Linked DNA regions of Mus musculus: region 1 is linked to region 2. The links are chromatin contacts, called in public HiChIP or PLAC-seq maps. All regions are on one chromosome and are shown on one strand. Each heading gives the region's core, a stretch centred on a gene start, on an enhancer-like site or on the middle of the called end of the contact. The rest is flanking DNA. Distances are from core to core; before and after follow the strand shown.

The links. HiChIP or PLAC-seq counts read pairs in DNA pulled down with a chosen protein or histone mark.
Region 1: an H3K4me3 HiChIP or PLAC-seq map of embryonic forebrain shows a contact between it and region 2, with 4 times the contacts expected there. The contact joins the promoter of Syt14 here to the enhancer-like site in region 2. A contact is called at or near these places in 6 of 39 promoter capture datasets (cranial neural crest, embryonic stem cells, frontonasal cranial neural crest and 1 more), 4 of 484 Hi-C or Micro-C datasets (embryonic stem cells and nephron progenitors) and 9 of 115 datasets of contacts at active chromatin or transcription factors (embryonic forebrain, embryonic stem cells, epiblast stem cells and 1 more).

Annotation. Positions count from the first base shown.
Region 1 is chr1:193,034,304-193,039,555 of GRCm38.p6, reverse strand. Syt14 (synaptotagmin XIV) reads left to right here and starts at 3,781. Exons shown (of 8, transcript NM_181546.3): 1 at 3,781-3,933. The coding sequence starts at 3,921.
Region 2 is chr1:192,752,310-192,756,988 of GRCm38.p6, reverse strand. All of the region lies in intron 2 of Hhat (hedgehog acyltransferase), which reads left to right. Among named protein-coding and RNA genes, the nearest start is that of Gm22265, 9.1 kb to the right of the region's middle. Within about 2 kb of position 1,563, at least 56 of the 459 cell types and tissues checked have an H3K27ac peak or open chromatin away from gene starts, as enhancers often do. A contact at or near this core is called in embryonic forebrain and nephron progenitors, where this site is marked.

The DNA.
Region 1 (5,252 bases), core at 2,532-5,031, 280 kb before region 2:
AATGATTTATATAAACAAAGGTTCCAGCTTAAAACTAGGTTGTTTCTTAAGTTGGTTGGGAACCTTTGTAATTCAAAATATATTTTCCTATCAAGATTCTGTTGCCGTGGACAGTGGTGATTTAGCTTAGCACGCGGAGCCACCACTAACGTGGGTTGATCTTTTTTTCACTTCCACTTGACATGGTATACCCACATGTTTAATGTTTATTTTTTCTGCCAATGTTTCAATCACACCACTGTGTGATGACACTTTATGGTGTTACTGGAAGTGTAAACTATTATTTTTAAATGTTTTCATAGAGAGGATAACTTGAAAATTGAAATACCAAAACATATTTCTATTTCAGAGCTATAAGAAAATAAATTATTTTTCTTTTTGATCTTAGTTTCTAACTATTTCCACAACACATGATGAGAAATTCAGATAACTACTTGAGTGATATGTTTGAAACTAATTTTTACAACTAACTCATTATAAAAAGGATTAAAATAAAAAGCTAATCATCAGTCCCAATGCATTAAATATACAGTGTCAATGCTTTGGAGGTACACAGTCAAGATAAAAAACAACTATTATTTTTAGGCATGATCTATAATAAAATGTAAAGCTTATAAATAAAATAAGTTGATACTTCTTGAAATTAGAACTGTTGAACCAGTCACATACTTTAAAAAAGTAAACAAAGAAGCTAAGATAAGCAACTAATTTAAGAGTGGCTATGTCTTAGTCTTCTGTGTGATAGCCAGACTGGTTAATTTATAAGGAAAATGGTTTAATTCAGCTCATGGGTTCTGAGGATTGTCATGTCTGGTGAGGACCTTGTGTTATTACATGGTGAGAGAGTGTGTGAGAGTAATCAGCTTGTGCCTTGGGAAAGAAGGTGGAAAAGGAATCAACTCAGTTTATAATCACACAGCCTTGGGCTAACCTGTGGTAACTACTTCTGGTTAGTAGGAGCTATACTGCTCTCTTTATGAAGGCTATACCTTCTAGTTCAACACCTTTTAAAGGTCCCAACCATACAATACCATTATGCTAGCAATTGAATTTTCAACTGATTTTGGTGGGGACAACACATATCCAAACAATTGCAGGCTTTAAGCAAACTCAGAAGTTGTATGAAATGTTGGGCAGAAGTTGAGATAATAATATATATGGTATTATCTAAGACCCATCTCAGATTATTACAAAAGGTAATGTTGGTAGAGTGGATTATGAGTTTTAACTTAAGGGGAAATGTTATTAGTACTTTGGCCAAAGTCCTAAGTTTGAAGCTCAAGTTTAATACGCACACACACACAAGCACGCGCACACACACTTTCTGAGAAAACTATTGTGAACTAACCTGGTTTATGCAGATACCTGTGTAACTGCTGATTTCTGAGATGTTTGGCTTTCAATATGAAATTCTTGTAAGTTTCAACAGTTGAAGCCAGCTAGAAACCACAAACCAAGATCTGTGGTTTCAAATTTCATGTCCTGAAGTTCAAGTCTGTTTTAAGTACAGTGTCCTGGAGAAAACCTTATTATTGTATCTGGATCCCAAGCATATTGATGGTATTCCCCCGAGAGAGAAAGAGAGAGAGAGAGAGAGAGAGAGAGAGAGAGAGAGAGAGAATGAGAGAGAGAATGAGAGAGAGAATGAGAGAGCGCTTTAGACTAACCTATAGGTATTTTATAAGAACAGTCATTTAGTTTGATCCTTCAATAACAATTCCTGTTTGTAGATATATGTTTTTGGTGTGTGTTTCTATGCATGTGTGTGCGTTCATGTATGGATAGGTGCATGCATGCATCTGTATCTGTAAGATAGACATGCTGAATGTTTTCCTCAGTGTCTCTCTCTCTCTCTCTCTCTCTCTCTCTCTCTCTCTCTCTCTCTCGGTTTTTTCGAGACAAGGTTTCTCTGTATAGCCCTGGCTGTCCTGGAACTCACTCTGTAGATCAGGCTGGCCTCAAACTCAGAAATTTGCCTGCCCCTGCCTCCCAAGTGCTGAGATTAAAGGTGTGTGCCACCACTGCCCGGCTAGCTCTCTTCTTTGCCTATTTATTTTATTTTATGCATGACCGGTGTCTATGGAGGCTGGAAGAGGATGTCAGATCCCCTAGAATTGGAGTTACAACAGTTGTAAGCTCCCATGTGGATGCTGGGAGCTGAGCCCAGGTCCTCTGCAAAAACAGCAAGTGATCTTCACGGTTGAGACATTTCTCCAGTCTCACCCATCCCCCTTTTTTATTTTTTATTTTTTGAGACAGGCTTTTTCATTGATCTTGGAGTTCATCAGTTAGTCTACACTGGCTTAACAATGAACTTCAAGGATCTGCCTATCTCAGTTCTACAGAGTTAGGATAACAAGCATGCTACTTAAAAAAAAAAAAAGGTGTGGATTGAGCTCAAGCTCTCATGCTTGTGCAACAAGCACTTTATCAACTGATCCATCTCCTCTACCCCTGCAGCCAGTTCTCTATATGATGCCTAGATCAACAGATATTCACTGGACTAGTCAAAACATTAAAGAACAGGGTCAGGGAAAAGTCTCAGAAGGTAAAGATGTTTGCTACCAAGCCTGGCTGACAACCTGATTTTGATCCCTGGAGGTCATATGGTGATGAGAACAAACTTCTGCAAACTGTCTTTTAACCTTCACACGAAGGTCCTGCCCCAATAAATAAGCAAATGTAGAAAAAAAATGTTAAAGAATCGATGCCTATTGAGCATCAATCGACTGAGGGAGAAGTTATATAAAAGCAATGAAAGGCAGTTTCTGCTCTAGATTACAGTCCAACCTCACATAATAAGTGGAAAATATTTTCTTCTTTGTTTCTGTCCTTAATATAGCCACCTGTTCTAGGAGTGACCATCTTCTCCACAAGGAAGAATCACTAATCCCCTATCCTTCTAGGCTCCTCCATCCGGCCTTTAAAGTACCCAAACGAAGCGGGATAAACAGTGGAGAGGGGCTGATTAGGTAGCTAGTTTGCTCGGGGTTGGCTTTTGGGTGTTCACATGCTCAAGGGCTTGCAAACTTAAAAATGGGTACATGACATGCATTTCAGGCCCTTTGTCAAGACGTCTGTGCAACACCTACAATTGTGTGGCTTCAAATGTGTGCTTGCAATGCATAGACAAATGGGGAACTCGTTCCTCCAAGGAGGCATCAGGCTCCTGTGGAGTTGGGTCACATTAGAAATGAGGCTGAAGAGAGAGAGGGAAGGAGGGAGAGACAGAGACTATCCTCACGATCCCTCTTTCTGGTTTGCTGTGCCACGAAGCTGTCTCTACTGGCTGGCTGAAATCTGAGGTGAGTGTTCAGGCAAACCAAACCAAACTGAATAGATCTTCGCTGAGAGGGAATCTGGCACCTCCTGGGTGCGGAGACCTGTCCGTGGTCCTGACCGCTTGTCCAGCCGCTCTGGAAGCCTGGTGAAGGCTGGCTGCTGAGGCTGCTCTCTGCTCTGTCTGCACCTGTTGGGAACGCCCGCCTGAGACCCTGCACTGGCTGGGGGAGAGGGGGTTGGGGGAGGTGAGGGCGTGGCCAGCAAGAGGCGGGCGTGGCGGGTCAGGGTGGTAGGCGGGGTTGTGGATATTTCGGGGGCGGGGCCTGGGAAGGTAGATGGGAATGGGTTAAGTCGAGGTTGTGGGCCAAACTATAGTTGTTGCGAGGGGCGGGGCCTAGAGGGGCCGGGGGCGGGGCGGTGTCACGTGCCGACGGTGCGCGACCGTGGAAGGTTCCGCTTCCTGCGCCGCCTGCTCCGGAGCTTCGACCCCACCCCGCCGCCCCGCCCCAGCTCCTGGAGGCCCAGCTGCCTGGCCCCGGGGCGTTCCCGCCCCTCTGGCCCGAGGCCTAAGAAGAGCAAGCTCCAGCACTTACCCCCGCTCTCCCTGCGTGGTTGGTGCGGTCCATGGCGAGCGCATCATGGCGATCGAAGGTAAGTGGAAGGCAAGCGATGCGCGGAGAAGACGCCCCGCGAGCGAGCGCAGGGCCCAGGAGGCCGAGGTGCGGGTTGCGGGTCCGGACTGTAAGGGAAGCTAATGCGGGACACCGGCCTAGGCGCGGCGTGCGGCCCTCGCGAGCACTGGCCTACACACTTTGGGCGCTGAGGTACCGAGTGAGATGCTCAGGCACTAAGGCTCTGAAGTACTGAGTGAGATGCTCAGGTACTAAGGCTCTGAAGTACTGAGTGAGATGCTCAGGTACTAAGGCGCTGAGGTACTTAGACGCCAACTCGCTCAGTCTCTGAGGTGATAATGAGGCGCTGAGGTTCTGAGGCACAGAGGAGACTTAGGTACTTAGACACTGAGGTGCTGAGTCTCTGAGGTAAATGAGGCGCTGAGGTTCTGAGGCACTGAGGAGACTCAGTTACTAAGGCGCTGAGGTACTGAGTGAGATGCTCAGGTACTAGGGCGCTGAGATACCGAGATGCTGAGGTGAATGAGGCTCTGAGGTATTGAGAAGCGCCGTGCTGTTCGGCAGCGGGAGGCTGCCCTTGTGGGATCCGCTCATCCTGCTGCTCCTGTCGGGCTTTCTGGGCCGATGATAACCACGCTGTCCCCTTCGGTTGACGGGTATAGGGGGGCCAGGACATCTTCGTGAGGTCAACCCTCTTATCTGACCCTCACAATTGCTTTTTTCCGGGGAGAGGCAAATGCCTATTTATGACAAACGCACCCAGAAGATTGGCAACAGAAATGTTTCACAAGTAGCTTGATTCGAATTGGGTAAGGTAAGTGGTACCGATGTGTATTTTCCTCTTATTCTGAGAGCATGGAGTTGGAGTGGAGTGGAATTTGCCTTGCTTTTAAGGAGCATATTGTGCAGTTAGTATCACACAGGTGTGATGCTTACAGCATCTTGTTTTCCATTTTAGATGAGCTCAGTACAAAAAAAAGGATTTCCAAAACTTCCCTGCGTGACCTGTACAGAGTACCTGTAGCTGAATCATTACTTGCCTACATTTAATGTGTTCCCCCTCGCACAGTAATTCCCTTAGGTGACTGGTCTCTGTTAGTATACACGCCTGGGGGCTTCTTTAGGATCCAGCCACCAAACTCCAGAATTAACTCAGCTGTGTGTTTCATGTTTACTTCAATTTAGAGATTAAGTACGGGACACATTGACATGATTTGCTAAGATGATGGAGAATAAAATCTACCTGTAATCGTTGATGTTCAGAACAGCATGTTCAACCCTTATTCTTCTCAGTACTGTTTATTAGAGCTGGAATTAGGGAGTGAAATTCACTGGTTG
Region 2 (4,679 bases), core at 314-2,813:
GACGCGCCACTTTCTGTTCATGTCCAGCACCTCGGGGGTGGGTTTGTCCAGTGCAGTCTGTTTAGCACAGCATTGTTGGCCAATGTCCTCAGCTCACATCAGAGCTCCAACCGGGGTAGTACATACTTTGTTGATTTGAAAAGTGTGTACTGACATACGTCCATAATTAGAGTATGACACAGCAGTTCGTCCCCTCAAAAGGCTCTGTCCTGCCAGCTTGTCTTTCTTCTTACCCACAAACCCCTGGTCCTTTTTACTGTCACAATGTTCTGCTTTTCCTAGAATGTTGTATAGCTGGAGTTTTGTGGTCTATACCTTTTTAGCATGGCTTCTTTCCTCTAGGGAGAAGCATCGAGGGGGCTGCGATGTGTTTTTCATAGCTCATCAGCTCATCTTTCTCTCCCGCCTTGTCTTCCCTTCTCTTGGAGACAGGTCACACATAGGGTTAGGCTGTCTTTGAATTTTTTATGTAGCTGAGGCTGACCTTGAACTTGTGATGTTTATGCTTCCACCTCCTGAGTGTTGGGATCGGATGAGGGCTACCACTTCCAGTTAATGCAGTGCTGGGGATTGAGCCTGGGTGTTTGTGTGTGTTAGGTTACAATTCTGAGCGAGGGGCAGTATCCTGCTGACTGCACACACTGCATTCGAGTCATCCATCCACCACTGAAGGCATTGTAGCCACTTCCAAGTGTTGGCAGCTGCATGCAAAGCCTGTAGAAACAGTTGTGTGCAGGCTTTTATACGACAGCTTTTTACCTTACCTGTGTACTAAGCAATGTCATTGCTGGGTCCTGTGGCACGTGTTTTATTTTTGTAAAGAACTGCCCAGCTGTTCAGCTTTGCATCGTGTGACTCAGGGGAGGTGGGAGCACTTACCCAGACAGGAGAAAAAAAATAATCCTTACCATGCATCACCCAGAGTTTTTTCTTTGTTTTTGGACAAAGTCTCACTGTATAGCACAAACTGGCTTCAAATCCATGGTAATCTTCCGGCTTCATCTCTATGCTACACCATGCCTGGCCTACCATGCGTCTGAAGGCTTGCTTAATGAGCCTTGAGTTAATGCCTTTCCCTAAAAGAGGCCATCTGTGTTTGTGGCTGTGTCAGTGTAATGTAAGACGTTCTGAAGACGAGAGTCACCAGTTGTCACTAGCAACAACTGTTGGTGGCAGGCAGACACTGTGGAAGCGCCTGTCTTCTGACTGTTCCCTGCTTGCTGTTCATGCGTAGGCTTTCTGGTTCTTGTGTCCACTTTGAGGGTTTGTGGTGTTCTGGGAATCTGTCTGTTTTGTGGAGTGCTTCGGTGCAGCGTATCTCGCTGTGTGATTTTATGTTTGTGTCTCCTTTATCTTTCCCATCTCTGAGAATTAAACAGTTTTACTTCTACTGTTCTCCCTCATTCCTGGCCCCGCCCCTCACCTTACTGTATATTTATTTCTGTCTCTCTTTCCCTACCTCTCTTGTTCCATTTTCCCACACGCCCCTCGACAGTGTCTTTTCCTTTCTTTGATCAGCTGTGCCGGAGCGCCTGTGAATCTCAGCTTTCGGCTTTGTTAGAGCACTCCGTTGTTCTGTCACGCTTCCCAGCTCATCGATGTCTGAACGGATCATTTCTGTCTTTGTTGTTCCTCGGGCTTGGGTAGTTCCTTTTTGTACCAGCTTCATGGGTTGAAGTGTTAGCTCATTCGTTTCCTAAGCAATGTGTTTGTATCATTGCGCTGTATCTGACTGACTTTTCTCAGGATTCCAGAATGGAAATTGTAAACTGGAACTATACTGATGTATTTCAGGTTTCAAAAAAATTATTGGCTGGTGCAAGGCCCCAGGGGTTAAAAGTTTTTGTTGCTCTATCATAAGACCCTGCTTTGGTTCCTAGCAACCGTATCTGGTGCCCTGCAACTGTCTGTAACTCCAGTTCCAGGGATCCAAAGACCTCTTCTGGCCTTCAAGGGCACCTGCATGCTCATGGTACACATAAACTCATGTAGTTACACACACACACACACACACACTCTAAAAAATATATATATATATTTTGTCTGTTTGAACCAGGGTCTTGTGCAGCCCTGAATGGCCCCAAACTTGCTATGTACGGCTTGGAGCTCCCCATCTTCCAGTTGTCACCTCCCTAGTGCTGGATGACAGATACGTTTCACCATGCCTAGTTTCTCTTTCTTTTTCTGGGGACTGAGCCCAGGGCTTGATATGGACTGAGCCAACCAAATGATACACAAATACCAAATGAGTACCAAGTGAGTATACCAAGTGAGACACACCTCCGTCTGGTTTTTGTGGTTTTGAGACAGGGTTCTTCTATATAGCCCAGGATGACCTTGAACTGCAGACCATCCTCATGAGTTCAGTGGCAAAATAAACAAATACATAAATAAATAATTCATTTTTAAAAAGCTGAAGGTTTGTAATCTTAGGTGGGGGTTAGGGGTGGGGGTGGTGTGAGGGACTGAGGTGGAGGGTGGAGGAGTCGGGTAGGTGGGTGGAGATATAGACAGGCAGATACCCAGGGATTGCTGGTCCACTAGTCTAACCTGTTTGACAAGTTCCAGTCCAGTGAGAGACCTTGTTTCAAAACATAAGGTGGACAGTGTCCCTGAGGGACATCAACCAAGGTTGTCCTCTGATCTCTACATACAAATATATACACTCTCGTGTACACACACACACACACACACACACACACACACACGCACACACGCACAAAGACATAAAAAAAAAACACTACCAATAATGAGTGTTGGGTTGTGTTCCCTTGCAGTACCTCATCAGACGAGAGATGATTTTCTCTTTTTGACCTGCTAATGATATTTTTATTTTAAGGGAATAAAGTTTTCAGGAGCAACCACAGTGACTTCTGCTGTGTACCTTCCCTGGCCATGGTATTTTATCAACCTCTTTTCTCTGAATTGAAAAGACAATCAGTTTCTGAGTGTGCCTGGTCAGACCTCGGTTTTATCCTTGGAGATTCCAACATGGCACCGAGACTCTTTCGTATACCATGGGCCCCTTCCTTTCTTGTAAACCATGTAACTGGTGCCTGAAGTCTCTGTCGCTTGCTTTCACTCTCTTGCAAGCTTGTGGCTACCCAAGTTCCCTTCGAAGCAAGATTCCTCGAAAAGTTCCCAAGTGTTTCTGGGCTATTAGCATATTTACCTTTGTCTTTTTAAGGCAGTGTGATGATAATATTTTTCAAGGTTCCTGAGCTTTTCGGATGTGTCGACCACACTCCAGAGTCAAATACTGCATGTACCTTATGTCCCTGTCTTAAGAAATTGTTCAGATTTATCCATTTAGCAGATTTATTTTCTTTCTCAAAGAACAAAGTTTGGCAGCTTTTCTGTTTTCTGTGATAATCACTTTCTAATGAAAGTAGCCATGTGGGATCCTGCTGACCCAATAGTCTGCAAGCATGCCTTTCTGCAGAAGTTGCCTGTTACTGACATTTGCATAAATGGACTTCTGCCTTCTGTAGATTTGAGGTTTCAGGTCACCTACTTCCCCTTCTTTAGCTGTCAGTGAACTGTTGCTAATGTCTTTGTAAACGAGTGCTAACACCCGGGGATCTAAAAACAGCTTTCCTGGTGCAGAGTTTCTGTCTGACTTGCCACCTCTCATTTCTTTGTTATTATGTAGCAGTTGTCTCCAGAGTAGGATACAGCTGTAGCGAACACGCTTGCCCCACGCTTTCACTTTCCCCTGTTAGCCCTGCAGGCACAGCCATTAATAATCTGGGTCTATGAGAGCATGACACAGCAGCGGTTGTAATAATGAGAGCTTGACACAGCAGCAGTTGTTAAGTGGGCCTTTTCCTTTACATGGTTCATGCAATGCATCAACCTCTCACAGGACAAGGGCTGGGTGAAAAGGCAAGTACTAACTGTTGCAATTGAGGATTTGTTTGCAAGTGGGTTGGTGACTTTAGAGAGCTTATTCTACCATGTGGGTGGGGGAGGCAAGGGATCCTGTCCTTGAACAGGTGGCCTTGCCTAGGGAGCTTGCTGAGGGTGAGAGGGGCCACTGAGGGGACTTTGGTGATAGGACTTGAGTGCCTCGCTCTGCAGGTTGCCAAGGATTGAATCTGTCTCCCAGTGTCCTTACATCAAAGCTTCCAGTGTGTCAGATGGCACTTGACCAAGTCCTTGTCACTCACAAAACTACTGAGTCACTGCCTTCCTCCAGGGATACCAGATCTCTTAGCCCAGCCCCTTTCAGGCTTGCTTTGTTATTGCCTTCTGTGTTGGTTATTGTCCTTACAGAACTTTTCACCAATCACAGCAACGTGGTGGTTGAGAAAACAGGCAATGATGTGGAGTGTCTTCCTCATTCCCTACCTGCTTTATTGCTTTGAGACAGGGTCTCTCACTGATTAGTCTAAGCTAGCTGCTCTGCAGCCTTGGAGATTCTCCAGTTTCCACCTCTCCGGGACTGGGTTTATAGATGTGTGCTGCTGTACTAGGCTTTTCCTGTTTGTCCTGGGGATCTGAACTCAAGACTCCATGAGCACATGAGACTTCATGGTACAGTGAGCACTCTACTAATGATGCCATCTCCCCATGCCCCTCTGCCCAGAACATGGCTCTATCAGCAATTGGCTTAAGTTCAGAGTTCAGGAGGCTTGGTCTGCTTGGGAGGTCTTCCTGACCTTGGTTATTTTGCATCC